Regions from separate parts of the Mus musculus genome. Here region 2 is linked to region 1. Evidence: chromatin contacts called from public promoter capture Hi-C data. All regions are on one chromosome and are shown on one strand. Each heading gives the region's core, a stretch centred on a gene start, on an enhancer-like site or on the middle of the called end of the contact. The rest is flanking DNA. Distances are from core to core; before and after follow the strand shown.

The links. Promoter capture Hi-C pulls out the DNA fragments that hold promoters and counts their contacts.
Region 2: a contact with region 1 is called in a promoter capture Hi-C map of hippocampal neurons, with 2.5 times the contacts expected there. The contact joins the promoter of Themis here to the promoter of Lama2 in region 1. A contact is called at or near these places in 2 of 39 promoter capture datasets (hippocampal neurons and liver).

Annotation. Positions count from the first base shown.
Region 1 is chr10:27,613,992-27,618,695 of GRCm38.p6, reverse strand. It overlaps Lama2 (laminin, alpha 2), which reads left to right and starts at 1,754. Exons shown (of 65, transcript NM_008481.2): 1 at 1,754-1,999. The coding sequence starts at 1,900.
Region 2 is chr10:28,665,370-28,669,976 of GRCm38.p6, reverse strand. Themis (thymocyte selection associated) reads right to left here and starts at 1,617. Exons shown (of 6, transcript NM_178666.6): 1 at 1,227-1,617. The coding sequence starts at 1,317.

The sequences.
Region 1 (4,704 bases), core at 505-3,004:
TTCTGAAGCAATAACGTAAAAGTGTTCACCTTTATTAATGAAAACATTTTCTCTAAACAGCTGCAGTAAAATTCAAAAGCTCTAGAATAGTTAAGAATTTTGTTTTTTAAACTAGTACAGGGTTCTAAGACTGTAATAGACAAACTGTGACAGAGATAAATATATATATGTATATATCCCACAGGATGAACTCATTTTGGGAAGAACAAAAGAGGTGAAAGTCATAATATGAAGAAATGATACTATTTGTATCAAATGTTGCCTCTATATGTGTGTGAGAGAGAGAGAGAGAGAGAGAGAGAGAGAGAGCAGCAGAGCCCTCATCTAAGTCTCTTTTTCAGACAGCACACATAGATGTACAGAAGCCATAGATCTAAAGTAGGAGCTTAGACATGCCTTTAGGAGGGTTCCCGATGACAAGTGGATGTTAGCTCTGGATTCTCACCAGCTCTTTACGAGAGTTACTGTCTATTACTACGAAATGAAAATATTGTAGCTTCTATGTGGCATCTTAAAGATGGATACATCTTAACTATAAATTAAAAAGAAAACTAAGCCATCCATATAACAACCATATGCACTGCAGTATGGAAATAGATGTATAAATGGCTTAGTAGTCCAATACTGTACAGAATTTCACTCAGTGTAAGGGTCTGAAATATTATATACATTTTGGTGAACTGGAAACTCACAAAGCATTATCTCAGTTGGCTTAATTGGTGCATCCTGTAAAATTAGTAAATACATTTTTTTTTTTTTGCAAACAAACTGTCGGATTTCAGTTTTAAAGCTTTTTTTTTTTTCCCTTAAAAATATTTAGATGAGTTGTCCAAGGCTTTAATCCCAGCACTTGACAGACAGGGGCAGGTGCATCTCTGAATCTGAGACCATAGTGAGATCCTATTTCAAACTGACTACACACACACACACACACACACACACACACACACACACACACGCACGGGCACACATGCGGTGGCCCATTCAGAAGTTCAAGATGGAATACTTTATGGTGTAGGCTTGCTCTTTCCTTGAGTGCATCCTGATGCCAGGGTACACTAATACAAAGGGTATCCTGGGTGCCACCTAAAACCTGTGAAGTTGTTTTTCCAGGCCCTACTGAGAACCAGTGGCCTTTTCAATAACAACCTGTTATGGAGTGGCCATGGGAAGCCCTGTGACAGAGGGTAGAACACTGCTTTGTTGAGTTAAAAGGAAGAAGCCACCATGACTGATAAGCAGAAATCTTTACAGACATTCCATTCCCTTTTAATAATGTCCCTTGGTTATAGGGACAGCTTCCAACCAGTGGAGTGATTTCAGAAACATTTCAGTGGAATTGGGACAGCTTTAGTCTATCATCCCCTGCTCCCTGCACAGCTGCCTTCCGGGAAGTTCCTTCCTAATGTGCAAGCCAGCGTGAGGTTCCCCGTGGGCAACTTCAGTTCCCTAGTAGTTAGCACCATGACCTTGGGACAGTCTGGGATCACCTGGACCCAGGGCAGCTGCATATAATTTTGCCAGAACCTTCTGAGGAGTCAAAGTTTCTAGCTTTCTTGGCAATAATGTTTTCCATCTGGAGGGATTTCACAGACCCCAGAGTGCCTTGGTATCAATTACTTCCTTAATGCTAAAGAAGTTTGGATAACTCCTGCTAGAGGCCCTATTCCCTTGACAGAGGAAGCACAGAACACAGGTTCTTCCAACCAAGGACCCTTTAAAGGCCCAGGCCTGGGAAGGGGTGGGGACTGCCCTTTCTCACCCACCCTTGGGCGGTGGCAGGGCAGAGCTGGGGAGCACTGTCTCCTCCTCTTTCCCCTGCAGCTGCTCATTTCAGCTGGGTGGACCCGAGGCTGCAACTCCGTGGGCTCCGGGAGGAGTGGATCTGCTCCGGCCAGGATGCCTGCGGCCACCGCCGGGATCCTCTTGCTCCTGCTCTTGGGGACGCTCGAAGGCTCCCAGACTCAGCGGCGACAGTCCCAAGCGCATCAACAGAGAGGTACAGTCCAGGGCGCCCTTTCCCTGGAGCGCTGCTCCTAACAGGCTTCAGCTAGAGAGAAAGAATTGCTGGTTGGGGACCACTTTCTCGCTTTACTTTAGGGTGTGCTCTTCCAGGCGCAAGGGACTGAACTCCTGCAAATTAAGAGTAAGACCCCCCCGAGAGAGCTGTGCGGGGCACAAGGAACACCAAACTGCTCACTAAATCCTGGAAACTGGTCTACGGAAAACTAGTTCTAAAGTTCCCAAGGCAGACTTTTTTATCTTTTCTTCTTTCCAATTGAGAGAAAAACGTTTCATCAAATTAGATTCCGTTCCTGCAGAGGAAAGCTCTCACTCCCACCCCCACCCCCATCCCTGGCGAGCAGCTGTAGTTGAGCTTAGTAACTTTGAGTTAAGTAATTGTTTTCTTTTAACTTTAAGAATCCTGTTTCCAATTATTTACATAAAATAGTTAAGTATGTGGCTAACACCTCCACTCACATTTGTGAAACCTCCTCTCACTCAAAATAGACTAGACTTCTGTTTATTCTCAGACTCCAGTGGTCACAAACACATCTCAGGGGCTTTGAGGGACAACTGTATTCAATGCAGCTAAATTATTCTTATCAGAGCATTCTATTGTTTTTGTGCATACATTTCTGAAAAGCTTGGGAGTCTTTAAAGAGTTAGCAGAGATTTTTACAAGATGCATGCACAGCACCAAGAAACATAATTTGTAACACATTCTTCCAGCAAGCATTTTCCAAAGATGAAAAACCTGAATCAAAATAAAAAGTATTTCAGAAATATGTTAACTTTGTTTCAACGGGTTTGTCCTCAAAAGTGCAAAATCTAGAAGAAAAAGCTTTAGGAAGTTGGATGAGGCTGTATCTGGTAGAGTAGTTTTTCTTGTTTAAAATTAACTGAAACTATGTTAGTAGTTCTCATGTTTAGTAGTTCTCATGTTTGTTCTTGATTTAGACCAGCCCTTCACACAGGACTGTTTAAGAGGATATAACAGATAGCATAAGCCCCTCACCATAATCTTTGATTATACTTCCTAGAATAAAAATGACTCCCAGTTTCTCCAGATAACCTTCTATTTTTGCAGAGGTGAAATCGGGTCAGTGTGGTGCAAATAATAGAATTACTGAGACTGCTTTGGAGAAATATCCTTGGCTGTTAGTTTGAAAACAAAAAGTGCCACATTTAACGTTTGTCCTTTCTTCTATTGTGATTAACAATAGGTGATTCTTTAATTCTACTGGGTAGCTGGGAGAGATAGGCTAGGTCTTTCTTTGCACTGCTCTCTACTTCCAATAAGGCCAAAGATTGCATTCTAGAGTATAGTCCTGTACTGAGTTACTGAGAATTCTCTTTCATGTGTGTGTTCTTCCCCGTGCTCTTTTTTTTTTTTTTTTACATTTATTTATTTATTTGTAGTGGGGATATACAAATGATGTGGTGAATGTGTGTGGTCAGAGATCAGTTTGGAAAAGTCAGAACTCTTTTCGCCCTCTGAGTTCTAGATATACAAACATGACATTAAGCTTGGGCAAATACCCTTAGTCAAGGAGCCATCTCCTCTCTCCCCTGGGCTCTGTGACTGTCTTTGTTACAGTCATTTGCAGTGTGTTTGAAGAGTGGGTCTAGGATAAGTGATTTAAATTTATTAATAATAAAAAGTATATTTAAAATACATTTATGATGGCTTAAATTAGTGTAGCACCTTATAATTTAATGTTCTTATACAGAAGCCATATACCCTTGGACCAGAAGATCTATTTTCATCTCTGTTGTTATTATTCCCACAGGGCTAACTTAAAACCTAAGGCTTGGAGTACTAGCCAAGGAAGTTCACATAACTGATGAGAATATTGTTTTCAGAAACTAAAAGTATGCCAAGTACAGTTCATGTTCACATTCCCTTTTCTTGGGGCTATGGTCTCTTTCTTTTCCTTTTAGAAGTATGTTTCAACTTTGATATTGCTTATCAGTAATACTCACTGAATGTGGTTTGACAAAAAAAAGGGGTTTTTTGGCTAACATCAATTTCTCTGGTTTTGATTGTGTATACCAGCAGTGCCCTTCATGTCCTAGCACTAACTGTGAAGACTTCTGGTCTTCTCTTATAGACCAGTGTCAATCAACTAAGGATGTTGACATGTCCTGCAACACAGTGGTTCTCAACCTGTAGATTGTGACTCCTTTAGAGAGGTAAACAACCTTTTCACAGGAGTCATCTAAGATCAGTAGAAAACAGATCTTTATATTATCATTCATAACAGTAGCAAAATTATAATTTTGAAGTAGCACCAAAAATAATTTTATGGTTGAGGGTCACTATAACTTGAGGATCTGTATTAGAGGGTCACAGAATCAAGAAGGCTGAGAGCTATTGCTGTAAACAGAATTAGAAACAACAAATTTTATTTATTTGCCTCTCATTTTTTTTCTGGAAAATATTGTATAGTTTCTATAGAATACTGAGTTGTAGTGCAAATATAATTGATTCAATAAGTTTGAATTTATAAAGAATAAGTTTCACTCTCCTATTTATAGCATCTAAATAGAGTGATTGAGTCAAAGTGAATTTACCTTTTAACACAGGAGAAAATAAAATGCTGTATGATATTCATGTGATTAATACCTAGAAGGGAAAATATCATATGATCTGCAATTGAGGGAAAATAGTTTCACAAGAATATTGTATAGTGAGTGAGG
Region 2 (4,607 bases), core at 368-2,867, 1.1 Mb before region 1:
AAAAGAACTGAACGATTTGTGCAATTCCACTACAGTGAAAAGTCCAAAAATTGGAAATCTAACCATGGGACAGACTGTGAGTGGGAAAGCTCACATGCCAACCATTCTCCCTAGTAATTTGACTAGACCCAGTTTTTTTTTGATTGGCTTTAATTTTCCCCTTTTTGTAAGCAAAAATTGATATCCAACTAGGAAATATTTTGAGAACCTTATATGTAACCAAACTTAAAAGGTTTGTTTTGTTTTGTTTTGTTTTGTTTTGTTTTGTTTTGTTTTGTTTTGTTTAGAGACAGGGCTTCTTTCTGTAGCACTGGCTGTCCTGGAATTTGCTCTGTTGACCAGGCTAGCTTGAACTCATAGAAATCCACCTGCCTCTGCCTCCTGAGTGCTGGGATCAAAGAGCTGTACCACCACCATCCAGGCCAAACTAACTTTAAAATGTTAGTATCGTTCATATTAGGGGATTTTACACACTACAGTAAGTTACACCAAAATTCACCAGCTTAGTATTCAACAATCCTCATTAAAATTTACCTTTTCAACACAAATCTTAAAAGATACTCTACAGTCAATAGGCACTAATTTCTTTACCTTTAAATAAAAGTTCCCACCATTTAAGGAGTTTGTAGAGCAGGAAGAGAGGATTACAAGTACAAGGCAAGCTTAGAAGTCCGAACTTGGCAGCATTCATTGTAAGACTGTGCCCTTGATAGGTGCAATCATTTTGGGTGAAACAAAACACAAAACAAGCTTGATAGTGTTTGGGTTTTTGTTTTGATGTTGCTGTTTTTAATAGTTTAAAAACAATAGTCAGCAACATTAAACTTTTTTACCTGATGGCAATTAATTTCAAAGAGTAGGGCAGAGACAGAACATCCTTTGTGCAGACTTGTCGAATGCTTACCAAGAAAAAAAATGGCAAATGGCAATTCACAAAGTTCCACTCCACCTTTCTTAAAGCCTTAGTTTCTTCTTTCTTCACCAGCTGGGATGTGTGTGTGTGTGTGTGTGTGTGTGTGTGTGTGTGTGTGTGTGTGTCTGTGTTCAACTTTCCTTCAGACAACTTGCACTTTGTTTGCTGGGTGTGTATATGTTTGAACTAAGTATCGAATCACTGAACTATACACACAGCCTTCCACGTATTTCTTACTAAAACCTCTCCCACAAATTTCCAAGAGACTTTATAAGAACATTCTATCAAATTAAAGAATTAGAAAAATACTTACCTTCAAAGTAGATGCCTGACTGGATTTCTAGGACCCTGGGGAGGGTCCTCAGGTCAAGGGAGTAGACAAATTCTTCCAGAGATAAAGCCATTGTTGTGTCTTCGGTGGTATATAGACCTGATCTTTTACAAGACCTTGTGGTTTCTAGATGTCAATTGTCTACCGTTCTGTCTTTGCTCATAATTGCCCACACAGGCAGAATGTGAAATGGGAGCCAATCGGGGTAGGACAGCCCTAAGGTGGGGAGGTACTTGTCTGCAGTAGCTGGTCTTCAGTTTCTACCTGGTGCAGGGAGGTCACAGGAAAGCCAAGCCCAGGGCAAACAGCTCAAGCAGCGGAAGAACTTGAGAATAGGCAGGAGACAGTGGGTAAAGCTCTTTTTGTTCTCCCTGCGGCTGCATTTCCTTCTGACACTGAAGTAGAAACACATGGGGGTGGGGTGTGTTTGTCTGAACTGACACTACCCAAAGTAATGAGGTTGGCAAGTTGCTGGTTCTTGTGCATCCACAGCAGTGGCAAAATTGTGATGAAACAGAGTGGCCTGTGGCATGAACACTGGACATGGCCAGAATGCAGGCACAGTGTCTTACCTTAAATATGGCACTATATCAGTTTGTTGCCTCTCTGCATCTGGGTTCTAGCTTTGCATACTCATTGTGCTTTTACATTAAACTTGGTTACAAAAGAAGCTGTTGTCAGCTGTTTTTAGAAATCTGATACTCTGAGGACACATAGAAACCACCTTTTATCTTTACACATTAAAATTTTTGCTGAAGTTTAAAGGGAGGGAGGAGGTGTTACATGAAAAGTGACTCAGGAATTAATAGAGTAAATTGATGGGAACTTTCTGGTCTCTGCACTGAGAAGGAAAGTATTTAAAGCAAAAGTAAATTAATTAATAAAATAAAATAAAAATAAAGCAACAAAACCAAAGAAAGAAAGAAAGAGAGAGAGAGAGAGAGAGAGAGAGAGAGAGAAAGAAAGAAAGAAAGAAAGAAAGAAAGGAAGGAAGGAAGGAAGGAAGAAAGGAAGGAAGGAAGAAAGGAAGAAAGGAAAAAAGGAAGAGAAAGAACTACTTATAAGACATATATTTAAATGTTTGCTTCCTCTTTGAAGCTCTCCTTTTAAATGTAGATTTAAAAACATAAATAAATAAACTGCACAAGCCCCGAAGTCTATAAATTTGCTCTTATGATCTAAACATAAGTTGAAAAATGCTCAAAGCCATAAATAAATAAATAAATAAATAAATAAATAAATAACAGAAACCTTGTGAAACTAATTTTTATACATCAAAACCAATCTTTCTGTTTATTTTGATTTTTGTTTCTTTTAAACAAAATTTTCCTTAGGATATCAGGCTGGGCTCAAACACATGCCAGTCCTCCTTGCCTCTGTCTTAGGATTACAGGCATGTGTCACCACCTCTGCCTTACATCGGAGTTTTGTTGTGGTGGTGCTAGGGTTTTGTTTGTTTGTTTGTTTGGTTGGTTGGTTGGTTTTAAATTTTTATGCTTCCTATTCTTTGTACTTAATTCAAACATCATCTTAGAGGTTATACTTGCAATTTAAAGTGAGACTGTCTATGTTTTGTAGATAAATAAAGGAAGATTGGTTGAAGTTGATAAAGATGAACTATGATGAAAAGTTGTTCATTCTCAGGCTGGATTCTGGACAAATTGCTTGATCATGATAGAGCATCTACCAAATGCTAAATGCTTAAAGCTCTTCAGAGTCATGTTCAGCCCTTGTAACAATTTGCTAGCCTTCATTCTAGGCAAACTTAGGGTTAATGTGGGAAATTCTTCAAGTGATTTTCACTAGTAACTTTTATGTAATCCCTTGAAACATTTTTGTCCCCTAAATCTCCCAAGCTTGATAAATGTAGCTTCTGTCTCATTCTTACCTAAGTCTGGGCCTCTCACTTGACTGAAAACACTATTTGTAGCCTCCTGGCATATTTCATAGGATTTTAGAATATGGAAAGGGCTGCCTCTTGAAAAATCATACATTTTTAGAGTTAGTGCTGCAGTAAGTTTATTTGGTATGTAATCAATGCTGGATTTCATCTGAAATCTTTAACTTATAACTCAAGTTTCTATCCTTGCAGCCAACACTAGAAGAATTCACTATATCATCAGATATTTATACAGATCCAGTATGTCCCTGCTTCTGCTTTTAACACAGAGATCCTTCTTGTATCTCAGAATCTGTTTCTCCTATATCCTCAATCATAAAATTAATGACTCTCCCATCTTTGAGAGTGCAAAGCCAGAAGGCCTAAAGTTGTATGTGAACAGACATTTTCTACAGCTTCCAAATCCCTCAAGCTCTATGAGTGACAGTCCTCAAGGCCACTCCTCTGACCTTGTCCTGTATTGCCATTGCTGCCATCTTATCTCAAATCATTACTATCTCTGAGCTGAAGCATGGTAAAATGAATTACTGAAGTTCAGTCAGTAACAGGAACGATTGGCTTACTCAAAGTCAGACCAATGGGAGTTCAGAAGTAAAGAGACTGTATATTACAGTTTCCAGTTTGCAGAAGGTAGAATTTCATGCCAGTGAGGAAGAAAGATGTATTTAACTAACTATTGTTAAATACCTGAAAGAAAAGATAGTTTCAAAACATCCCGTGAAAGAAAATGAAATGAAGATAAATTTTAAACATAAATTTACATGTAAAAAAATCCAAAGTTAAGTGGTGAGGGAGGGATTGTGAGAGGGAGTGTTAAAAAATAATAATTAATTAATTAATTAATTAATTATAAAAAAGCCAAAGTCCAAAGATTATGAGTGTGAATGAGGATTTAGAAGACTTGCTCTCAAGAATTACTTGAAGTCTTACAGGAAAAGAATAATAGATTGGACACAAACATTTGAAATCTATATATCTTCTGTAAATCGAAATGGAATTTTCACAAAACTTACAAAGAACTCAATATAAAGAATGTCCAAGTAGCACAAACAAACCAATGTTCAGAAAAAAAGGTGCTTGGGGACTTGACCAACTCTCCTACCAAATCCCCTGGGCAACTTCGACTCCTTTAAACATGACTGTAAGGAGCTGATGAGTTGCCCGAGTAGTGCAGGTAGAAGCCCAAGATCCAGGAAGGTAGGATGCCATGAGAACTTGGTGCTGTAATTCTTTCTACTTTCAGACATTTGTCATTAGTATTGGGAACCAATAAAGATGCTCAGAAACTCAGGAAAGGCTGATGGCAGAGAAGGAGAAACCATCTCCAGTTTTTAGCAGTATCTGGTTGCTAAGAGACACCAAATTGAATTTGCAGTGAATGGAGCGTTCAGGCTCTCCCATAGAAATATTCTATTCGTCCCACTCAAAGATGTAAGAGTGCTGAATAAGTGTGACAGCGTGAG